Regions from separate parts of the Anas platyrhynchos genome. Here region 2 is linked to region 1. A link is a contact called in public Hi-C data. All regions are on one chromosome and are shown on one strand. Each heading gives the region's core, a stretch centred on a gene start, on an enhancer-like site or on the middle of the called end of the contact. The rest is flanking DNA. Distances are from core to core; before and after follow the strand shown. Region 1 holds the start of DYRK1A (dual specificity tyrosine phosphorylation regulated kinase 1A). Region 2 overlaps DYRK1A (dual specificity tyrosine phosphorylation regulated kinase 1A).

Region 1 (5,461 bases), core at 1,580-4,079:
AGTTCAGGTAAAACCATCAAATAGCATCACAGCAAATAAAGGTACAGTTTTCCATGAGTTGTATTAACTGGTCTTCTTGCACACTACCGCACGAGCAGGTGGTACAGCTTCACACACGTTAGCATAACCTAATGGGAAGGGACTTTTTCATGTTATATTTTAAGGTGTTGACTAACTCATTTGAGCTAAAATAACAAAAATCTCACGGTAAGGTCATTAAGGCAAAGCCTAACCAAACAGTTAGGCCAAACACGTTTCTTTACAAGGTCCTATTGGAATTAAGAGTTTTAAAATACAACATACATGTTAGGAAGGATGTCCTAGTTAAATGTTACTTTAAAAGCTTAGACGAGAGACAGTTTTTACTTGACTCCAGTCATGTTCTTCTACTTTGTGTAAACCATCTACCAGTGTTAGAAGTCATTTATGGCCATCACATGTTAATTCCTAACCCACACAAAACCCGCATACTTTAAAAATTGATAAATTCCTGATTACTACATCCTTATTTTACACAAGTGCGGGAATGCTACCCATAAATTGACACTGAGACAGAGAATGCTTGGCTGCTATTAGGTAAAATTATCCTTGGTGCTGCTTCTCTGTAACTGTCCAGCATGGGGGAGGGGATTCCAACGGCGCGTCCTAAACCCACCTGAGTATTGATTCGGGAACCGATCACGGAGCAGACTTTCTTACCCCTTTGCCTGGAGACAATATTAAACTACTGTAATGTATAAATATGCATGCAACCATTTCAGAGAAGGAATTGCCCTCTTTCTGTGATTTAAGAAGTCCGTGTGCCCTGTATTCAATTTTGAACAAGTTATTCAGTCCACTAAAAAAAAAAAAAAAAATCAAAATTTCAACTCAATAAGCCTCACAAACTTCGATACAATTTTGAATTCACAAAATAAATGTAAATTTATCACATGCGTTCTACTTCAGACTGCAAATAAAACGGCTCTGGCTCCAAATGCTTCATATAAGCCAAAAGCATTAAGCATAGCCTACAAGAATAGTCTATATAGATATACACATATAGAGTTCACTAAAAATATAGCGATAGTAGCTAGCAAATACTAGCTCAAATTCAGATTTTTTTTTCAGTGTTATTATTTTAATTCTATGAAGTATAATTAATTTTCCAAAAATATCCAACCTACAGAGGTTGGGAGGAGTACAGAAAAAGAGAAACGAGTTTTACCAAAACTTCTTTGGGCTACACTAATCCAAGTAGGTAAGTTGAGTTCTGCTCAGTTACTCGCAGATAACTAAGTACCACCACGAACAACGCGTTTGCTTATTTGTCACCAGGCATCATCGACGTATTCTTCAGCTTCACCAATCCAATTATAAGACAAGTTGTTAACTTGTCCTCAGACAGGTCCCTACAGCGCTACTGTGCCCATGTAGAAGTGACTCTGCGTATACCTACTGGCCAAAGTCACCACGCTCTCACCGGGATTAAAACAGTAGGTTGTCAAAACCACGCTTGTCGATTTATTTTGCAGCCAGATATTCCGCCTTTGTTAATTTTACAGAACAATGAATGCTTATTTCCCCCAATGACCGCGGAGCAATGGGAGAACTAAGTCACAGCAGCAACCCAGACACACCATCAAAGAACCCCTTAACACAGCCCTTGGACGGGCTCAACCGACAACTTCAAAGCCGTCTGCGCCTCCAAAAACGCAAAACCCCACAATTTCCAAATTCCACATGCCGGGGGGCTCCCAATCGTGCCTTCTGCTGCCGCGGCGGCGCCAGGGCAAGCCTGGGGTGGGCTCCCCTTAACCCTGGCAGCCCCCCCAGCCGCCTGCTCAGCCCGGGCTCCTCGCCCTCCCCGCACCCCCCCGGCGGGGTGACAGCCCCCGGGGGCCGGCTCGCAGCCCTCCCGCACCCGCTGCGGCCCCGGGGGGGGGAAGGGGGAGCCCCCCGCAGCCGGGGCCACAACAGGTGCCTGCCCAGCTGATGGCCCGGCTCCGCCGCCCGCCCCCCGCAGGGCGTTGCGCAGCGGGGCCGGGGGGATGGCGGCGAGCTCCTTCCCTCCCTTCCCTCCTTCCCTCCCTCCTTCCCTCCCTATCCCCGGCCGCGGCGGGGAGAGGCCGCGGGCCCTGCCGGCTCCGCCGCCTCCTCCTCGTCCTCCGCGCCTAAGATGGCAGCGGGGCTGCCCCCCGCCCCGCGCTGCGCCCCCCTCGGCCGGGCCGTGCCGAGCCGAGCCGAGCCGAGCCGGGAGGCGGCCCCAGCTGCCGGCTGCGGGCTTACCCGTGCGGGGGGCGGCGGGCCCCAAGCTCCGTGCGCGGCTCCTCCCGCTCGGTCGAGGCCTCTCTCCCCGCAGCGCCCGGTGCAGTGGTAGCAGCAGTGGCGGTGGCGGTGGTGGCGGCGCCTCCCTGTCGGTCCGCAGCCCGGCCGCCCCGCCGCGCTCGGGCCCTGCGCGGCTGGGGGCACACGGCAGGCAGCGTCCCGCGGCCGGGGCTGCCCGCTGCGAGCCTTCCTCCAGGCAGCAGCAGCAGGAGGAGGAGGAGAAGGAGAAGGAGGAGGAGGAGGAGGAGGAGGAAGGGGGGGCCCGGCCCGGCCCGGCCCGGCGGGCGGATCCGCGGCGCTGCCCGGCCGGGCTGGGTTTTCTATCGCTCACAAAATGGCGCGCGTTCCAAACCTGCGCAGCGCCCGGCGGCGGCGGCGGCGGCAGCGGCGGGGCCCGGCCTCGCCTCGGAGCGGAGCGGAGCGGAGCGGGGCAGAGCGGAGCGGCTCGGCGGCGGCAGCGGCGGCCTGAGCCCCGGCCAGGCAGCGCGGGGACAGCGGCGGGCGGGGGAGGAGGAGGAGGAGGAGGAGGAGGAGGAGGAGGAGGAGGAGGAGGGGTGGGGGGGAAGCGCAGCGCCGTACCGAGCCCCCGGGAACTCCTCGCTCCCTCCCTCCCTCCCCCGCCTGCCAGCCGCTACCTCCTCCCCCTCGCTGCCTGCCCGCTCCTCCTCCTCCTCCTCCTCCTCACGAACCGGCGCCGCAGCCCCAGCCCCAGCCCCAGCCCCGTGCCCACCCCGGGGGGCTCCGCTTCTCGCCTCACGGAGAGGGAGCGGGGAGAGAGGCGCGGCGGCGGCACGCGCACGATTTATTTCCCCATTTTTTATTATTATTATTATTTTTTGGCAAGGTGCGAAAGGAAAAGGGAAAACAAAATAATAATAATAATAATTAAAATATCACACAAGCGATTCAGGCGGGAAGGTGTTTTTTTTTTTTTATTTTTGAAAAAAGCTTTTTTTGAAAAAGGAAAAAAAAAAAAAGCTAACTGACAAAATGGCGGCGGGGGCGAGCCCGTTGCCGGGGCAACTGTCAATCACGCGGCGCACCCCGCCCGGGCGGGAGACGGCGCTGACGTGGGGAGGGAGGGAGGGAGGGGAAGGGGGAAGGGGCGGGGCGGGGCCCGCCGTTGCCATGGCGACCGCTGCCGCCCCGCCCCCCGGCGGTGACGCTGCCGGCCGGGATGGCCCCGGCGCGCCGGGGGGAGGGGCGGGGCGCGAGGCCGGTAACGGCTCTTGGGGGGGGGGGAGGAGGAGGCGGCGCCTTCCCCGTCCTGAAGGGGGCGCCGGGCGGGCAGGGTTCCCTCCCGGCCCCCGAAATCAAGGTTTTCCGCCCCAAAATGAGCCCCCGAAAGTTGCCTGGCGCGGCGTGCCGTGGGTGTGCTCCGTGAGGGGAGCCCGCGCAACCAGCCCGAACCGTCACCGGGGCTTCTTTACGCGCTGTCGGGTTTCGTTTCGTTTCATAAACGCCCGCCAAGGGTCAAAAAGTAGAGTACGGCCTTTATTTCGTGTTTTAATTCCATCCTGTGATATTATAATCGTTTTAGTTCACGGCCAGCCTCCTTGAGGAAAATAGGCCACATTACCAACACCTGTTCCATCAGCATTTTCTCCTCTTCTAGTATCTTTCAGCTTAAAAGGTAAAATTAAACGCCCAAAGGTGGGGACGCAGGTACAGCAACAACCAAAGTCCCTCAGAAACCTAATCACCGCTTTACAAACACAGTATCACAAGCAGTTCGACCAAGCTAGAAGTTTGTTGCTGCTGAAAATAGCAGTCCGCTGCCTCTCCACTTCCAGCCATTCAGTCCTCCTGCCTCTTTTTACATCAGAAACAAACTAATTGAAGCACCTAGCCACACAATAAGTAAAAAGTAAATAAATTTGTATGGCTAGGATAAACGCGGATAGCGAGGAGATCTGGAAGTGTGGCAGTGGGAATTGAGAAACCACCCCACTCAGTAACAGCACAGCCATGGGTTGGATTAAACCACCCATGAAATTATACCTTAAAGCCATGGAAGGTGTTAAACAATCATTTCTCATCCCCCTCATCCCCCCAGAAATTGAGAGGTTGCTTTGAGCCACTTTTGACACTTCTCTCTCTGCTTTAGCGTGCGATCAGAGCACAGCTCTTAGCCCAAGTAGAGGAAAGCCAACACTCGCACTCTGCGAGGTAACAAAGGTGCAGAATCACCTGCTTCTACCCAAGGACTCCCACATCAGCATCATCAGGCTTTGGCCTAAGATACGTGCACACACAATACATTACACTAAAATGCACACACTATACATGTATATATTTTACACTAAAACCTCTTTGCCATTCTGTGTGAATGGTAACGTGCTGTGGCAGAGTAATTTCTCTGTTGCTCACCATAAGTAACTACAAATCTCATAGAAACTTATTATACCAGTTACTGTATTACAGTATGCTACAGTATGTACCTTTTTTGGTGGTGGTGGTGTATTTTTCATGTGTTTGTGTTTTTGTTTGTTTGTTTGTTTGTTTGTTTTCTGACATTTAAAAATATTACCATGTTCTCATGCATGTGTGCACTTGTGCTCAATAGTGCTCTACTTTTATTTTGCTTGTTGTACCCAAGCTTACTGATATAGGAATGTAACAGCTTGGGCCAAGATAAAATGTCTTTTAAAAGGTTCTGACCATTTTTCTCAAATCTAATTCTTTCTACTTTGTTCCACATAATAATGAGTTATCACATCTTTTTTTCTTTTTTTTTTTTCTTTAGGAAAGAATGGACTGTCAAGAGGGGAATTGTTATATTATTTTTATTATCATTCAAAAAGCTTCTAAGGATAGGTTGACATTTCAGTGTCCCACTTTAAATCAGGAGCTTGTATATATTTCTCATGAATACAAAGACCAGCTCCTGAGAAATACTTGGTTTTCTCTTCCAAAAAGACAAACCTCTCAGAAAGCTGAATATTTGGCATCAAAAAGAACAATAATAAGTAGAATTCTTTAGGAAAAAAAAAAAAAAAAAAGAGGGAAAAAGTACATACACACACACACACACACACCAAAAAAAAAAAAAAAAAAAGAGGAGGAAAGCATCCAGCATGGAGAAATAAGATTTGAGAGAAACATTATTATTTTTTACAGACTTGAAAAACGGAACAGATGTAAAAGAAAACAA
Region 2 (5,461 bases), core at 2,218-4,717, 67 kb before region 1:
AGCTATAAGTTAAATAACTACATAAAAATGGCAAGTAAAAAAGTTCATCTTCCAAGATTTTATACTGCCTGATTTGGCCCAAACATTTTCAAAAGAATAAAAAAGAGGGTGGTAGACAGAATTAGAGAAAGGGGGGGGGAAACAAGCAAACAAAAATGAAGTTCTTGTTGCCAGAACATAGAATTACTTCTAAACAAAAACCTGAGATAGAGGGAAAGTAAGGGAAATACTTTTACTGAAATGAAACGCATGCTCACATTCCTTACAGTCTCTGGTGAAGTCTGGCCGTCAGTAATAATTACGTTAATGATTAGGTAGCTGACATAACTAAGAATTTGCTACTCCCTGCTTGAGCGCATTAACTTTCTAATGATCTAGCTGTAATCAATAAAATCCCCATCCAATGATCTGGTCAGCAAAATCAAGAATTTTGCAGGTGGTAAGTGATCTTAGGTACTTATACAAACAAAAATGTTTAGCTGTCAGCCTGACCTTTGAATCCCAGGTGATTTGTGAAAGCTAAAATGCTGGAATTTGTTACCAAATTCTGCCCAGGAATCTCAACTCAACTTCCTTATCAGGTAAATCAATTTTCTACTCTTTTGTACTTAACTGAAAAAAGTTTGGGGCAATCTGAGTATCCATGAAGATAAGCATTATCACAGCACAAAAGAAACGCTTGTTTGAAGTTGTAAAAACTTTTAAGCTCTTATCTGTTATTAACATCAGGCTACATTGAACTCTCAAGATGCAACCAGTTCAGACAGGACAAAGAACTATTTCTGCTTCTTTCTGCTAAAGGAGGAAAGGTCCCCGAGATCTCATCTTTTCTATTCACTCCAGGCCACATCCTCTTACTGCTTTCCTGAAGCGGGCTCTGGCACTTGTCAGAGAGGTAAGACCACACAGCCAAGGGCAGGACCCCATCCTGCCAGCAGGCCCAGCATGCAGACAGAGAAAACCCTCACCATCCAGCAGTTTTTGGGAAATAAGAGCCTTAAGCTTGACCACAGGGGTGGAGAAGAACAGAGCTGGAAGTATTTAACTGTAATTTAAACCTTGTAAATAAATGGAAAAACAAAGCAATCTGGTTGGCTTTGAAGTATATCTTCCTGTTATTTGTTCCTTGCCAAAGATGAGATGAGTAAGCTTCAGCCACCATAACCATTAAGCAATAGGTGTAAGAAAAGATAATGTAAATAATATTTTAAGGGTAACATATAACTAAACATTATTTATATAACTTTAGGATAAATTGTCATTACTGTTTCCTAACCTCTAATCTGCAACTGTGAATGATTCATAAAATACCAGAATACGGTCCGCAAGCCATTACAAATCAAAACACAAGCAGGACAGAGTGGGAATAAAAACAATGAATTAAAATTCAAGGACTAGCTTCCTCATTATCTGGTTATGAATGAAAATCATTACAAGAACTTGAACAAGAAAAAAAAAAAAGACTCAGTTGGCAATAGAATGAAAAAAAAGAAAAGAAAAAAAAGAAAAAGAAGCATAAGGGAGATTATCGTCCAAGGGACCTGATGAGTTACATCCACAGGTCCTGAGGGAACTGGCAGAAGAAGTTGCTAAGCCACTGTCTGTGATATTTGAAAAGCCGTGGCTGTCCGCTGAAGTTTCTGCTGACTGGAAAAGGGGGAAGATAACTCTCATTTTTAAAAACAGAAAAGCAAAAGATGACCAAGGGAAATACAGGACGGTCGATCTCACCTCTGTGCCTGTCAAGATCATGGAGCAGATCCTCCTGGAAAATATGCAAAGGCGTATGCAAAATAAAGGTGACTGGAGACAGCCAACAAGGCTTCACTAACGGCAGATCGTGACACTGTCCCACATGAGATTCTTGTCTCTAAATTGGAGAGACATGGATTTGACAAATGGACCACTCAGTGAGTAAGGAATTGGCTGGATGGTTGCACTCCAAGAGTTGTGGTCAACGGCTCCATGTCCAGGTGAAGACCAGTGACGAGTGGTGTTCCTCAGGGGCCAATATTGGGACACAATATGCTTTTTAACATCTTTGCTGGTGTCATGGACACTGGGATCGAGTGTACCCTCATCAAGTTTGCCCACGACACCAAGCTGAGTGGTGTGGTCAACATGCTGGAGGGAAGGGATGCCATCCAGAGGGACCTGGGCAGGCTGAGAGGTGGGGCTGTGTGAACCTCATGAGGTTCAACAAGGCCAAGTGCAAGGCCCTGCATCTGGGCTGGGGCACTCCCAAACATGAACACAGCTGAGCAGAAAACAGATTATAGAGCAGTCCTGAGGAGAAGGTCCTGGGGGTGCTGGTTGACAGGAAGCTCAACATGAGCCAGGCAATGTGGCTTTCTCCGGGGCTGCAAGCACAACCTGGGCTGTGTCAGTGTGGCCAGCAGGGTGAGGGAGGTGATTCTCCCCTTCTGCTCTGCTCTCATAAGACCCCACCTGGAGCTCTGCGTTCAGCTCTGAGGTCCCCAGCACAAGAAGGACATGGGCCTGTTAGAATGAGTCCAGAGGAGGCCCACAAGGAGGCTCAGAGGACTGGAGCACCTCTCCTATCAAGACAGGCTGAGAGGGTTGGGGTTGGTCAGCCTGGAGAAGAGAAGACTCCAGGGAAACCTTAGAGCAGCCTTCCAGGACTGAAAGACGGCCTATAAGAAACCTGGAGAAGGAATCTTTATCATCAGGGAGTACAGCGACAGACAAGGCCTAATAGATTTAAACTAGAAAAGGGCAGGTTTAAAGTAGATTTAAGGAAGGAATTCTTTACTGTGAGCTGTGGATGCCCCATCCCTGGAAGTGTTCAAGGCCAGGCTGGATGGGGCTTTGGGCAACCTGGTCTGGTGGGAGGTGTGGAGGTGTCCCTGCCCATGGCAGGGGGGTGGAATTAGATGGTCTTTAACATCCCTTCCAACCCAAACTATTCTACAGTTTTTTAATCTTTGCTATTTATCAAAATGACATTGCTTCCAGCAAGTGTTGCTGTTCTAAATGCCAGAAGCTAACAGCAACTTTAAGCAACTGACAAACATTACCCTTATTACCTGGCAGCAGCCTGAAGAAACTTATTTTCTAAGAGAAAATACTATATGCTATTAAATATTTATTATCTATTTTAATATCTATTCGTTCTATAAATTTTCAGGATCTCAAAAAGTGAGACTTCTTCCTGGGTTGTATTTTCAAGCAAGTCAGGTTTATCAGGACTGGAAGGAAATACCCTGCTTACAAAATGCAGCAATCAACCTTTTTGACGCCTGCATTCCCGACTCCTTCACTTCAAGACCCTCTCAAAGATACGCTGGGCTGGCTCCTCAAATTATTTAACAGACTTTTTACTCGGTGAGATCTGAGTTTATTCGAACCATGGAGTATTTGGGAGAGGGGAGGGCAGGCTTCCCTCGCAGGAGACACCTGCACCACCCAAGGCTGGCAGTGCAGTGCTCGGCTCTGGCCAGCAGATGGTGGCCGGAGCTCGGGAAAGGATTTTGCCGGGCAGCCGGAGACCCCTGCTTCCCTTCCCTTCCCGGTGTGTCCAGCAAAAGGGCTGGCAGCTTGATGTCTCGGCAGCGGGCATTTACACCCAAACCGGCTACATTTAGGGTGCTGCAGCTGGTGGCACCGAAGCGGAGCCAGTCGCCTAGGCTGCTGGTCAGGGAATGGGGAAACTGAAGCTGAGCCCTAACTTCTTCTCTAATGGGGTGCAAGACATCGCATTAAAAGGATCTACACTTTAAGAATTATCCTTCCCAGATCTGCTGAAAGTTGCCTTTTCCTTTCTGCTGTTTTTTACAGCAATTAAACAAACCTGTTAAACCCTCTGCAACAGAAATTCAGCGCACTCCCTATTTAACACGGTCATTTTTGTTCTTTTATTTGTGCACATGTAAGTCAAATTCTTTAAATCACATTTGCTGCCCAAATCAAAAACATGATCTCCTTTAACCATATGTACTTGAAAACTGACATATACCACCTTATGGTCTGAATTTTGGGGTAGACCTGTGTGAGGCCAGGAGCAGGACTCGATCCTTATGGGTCCCCCCTTCCAGCTCGGGATATTCTATGATTACGAGAGTAGAGTTTGCCATCACTAAAAGGCCAGTCTGGTGTTCCAGGCTTTAATAACAGACGAGCACTTGACAACAGAAAGAACTAATGGCTGATGGTGGGATTCCAACAGAGGAACAAAGAAACTACACTGAGATGGTTCAAAAAATGATCTCTGCAAGAGTTGTTCATAAGTGACATATGCAGGACAGAGAAAAGCAAGTTGCAGACCATTCAAGGCAATACCACGAATAAAAAGGCTTTCTGTAGAAGAGTCATCAAGAAAGAATGTGTAAGATGTATGTATTGTTTAGCCATGAAAACCTAGATGGTATGTAGATTTCATCCTGAGTTAAAGACCACATGATAGCGTTGTCCACAGCAGTGGATAAATATAAGTACAAAACCTTCAACAATGGAGGTTCCCAGCTTTTATAAGAAGATACAAGAATAAGAGTTAGGTTTTAATCAAGATGAACTAGAACTGACAGCTAGACATCTAACAAAAGAGCTATGAAAAAGAACGAAGGAGAATTTTGCTTGCAGAGAGACAAGGTGTAGAGCTGATTATTTGAGTCACTAGAATAAAGATGTTAGCTGAATTTGGATTTGCAGATGAGATTAACCAGAAATACATGCAAAGGCAAAGAGATATGGAGACACCCCCCCAAAAAAAAAGGCCCATAGAGAACCTCCATAACTCTCTATGTGACATACTGGTAGGAGAATCACAAGAATTAAAAAAAAAAAAAAAAATAGACTTGTGAAAAACGAGAAGGCAGAAGACTTCAAGAAGTTGCCCATAATCAAAGTCCATGGAACTAAAAGCTACTTGCAAAGGATTAAAGGAGCTCAATTCATAGCTGCTTAGGCAGAGGACTATGAGGACTTCAATGCAGTTATAGTAAAATAGTATGACAGAAGCTGCAGTACAGGAAAAAAAAAACAGGATGGAACTGGAAAAAAAAAAATCTAACATACTATTTATGTTGCAAAGACAGCTTGATTGTCCTTACCTGAAGGTGACCAACTGATCATTTTTACCAGAACCAATCACCACCTTTTCCCTAGTATTTACATCCACCTCTTGGTGGGCTGCATTTTTTTGGCTAACTACAATTCTTGGCTACTCTCTGAAAGCTATTCTTAAGCCTCCTATTATTCAACTACCATTTAAAGCCGTTGCAATCAAAAATGACAAAGGGTGCTGATACATCTTAAAGTTCAATGATTTTGCTTTTCGGTTCCAAAATAACTAAGCACTAACGTACACTACAGCTCACAGATGTGATGCCAGATTATAACACTCGGGTGAGTACCCTGGAAAGGTTTAAGGAACACAGAAACTTTTTGTATTTGGCAGACTGATTCACTAACTTCACTGTGAAGGTTTCAGGGGACCTTTAGG

The links. Hi-C and Micro-C count contacts between places; a contact is called where the count stands out from the background.
Region 2: a Hi-C map of subcutaneous adipose tissue shows a contact between it and region 1, with 2.4 times the contacts expected there. The contact joins the enhancer-like site here to the promoter of DYRK1A in region 1. A contact is called at or near these places in 2 of 8 Hi-C or Micro-C datasets (liver and subcutaneous adipose tissue).

The regions. Positions count from the first base shown.
Region 1 is chr1:112,583,497-112,588,957 of IASCAAS_PekinDuck_T2T, reverse strand. It overlaps DYRK1A (dual specificity tyrosine phosphorylation regulated kinase 1A), which reads right to left and starts at 2,829. Exons shown (of 12, transcript XM_027449121.3): 1 at 2,269-2,829.
Region 2 is chr1:112,651,562-112,657,022 of IASCAAS_PekinDuck_T2T, reverse strand. All of the region lies in intron 3 of DYRK1A (dual specificity tyrosine phosphorylation regulated kinase 1A), which reads right to left. Among named protein-coding and RNA genes, the nearest start is that of DYRK1A, 68 kb to the right of the region's middle. Within about 2 kb of position 3,467, at least 1 of the 8 cell types and tissues checked has an H3K27ac peak or open chromatin away from gene starts, as enhancers often do. A contact at or near this core is called in subcutaneous adipose tissue, where this site is marked.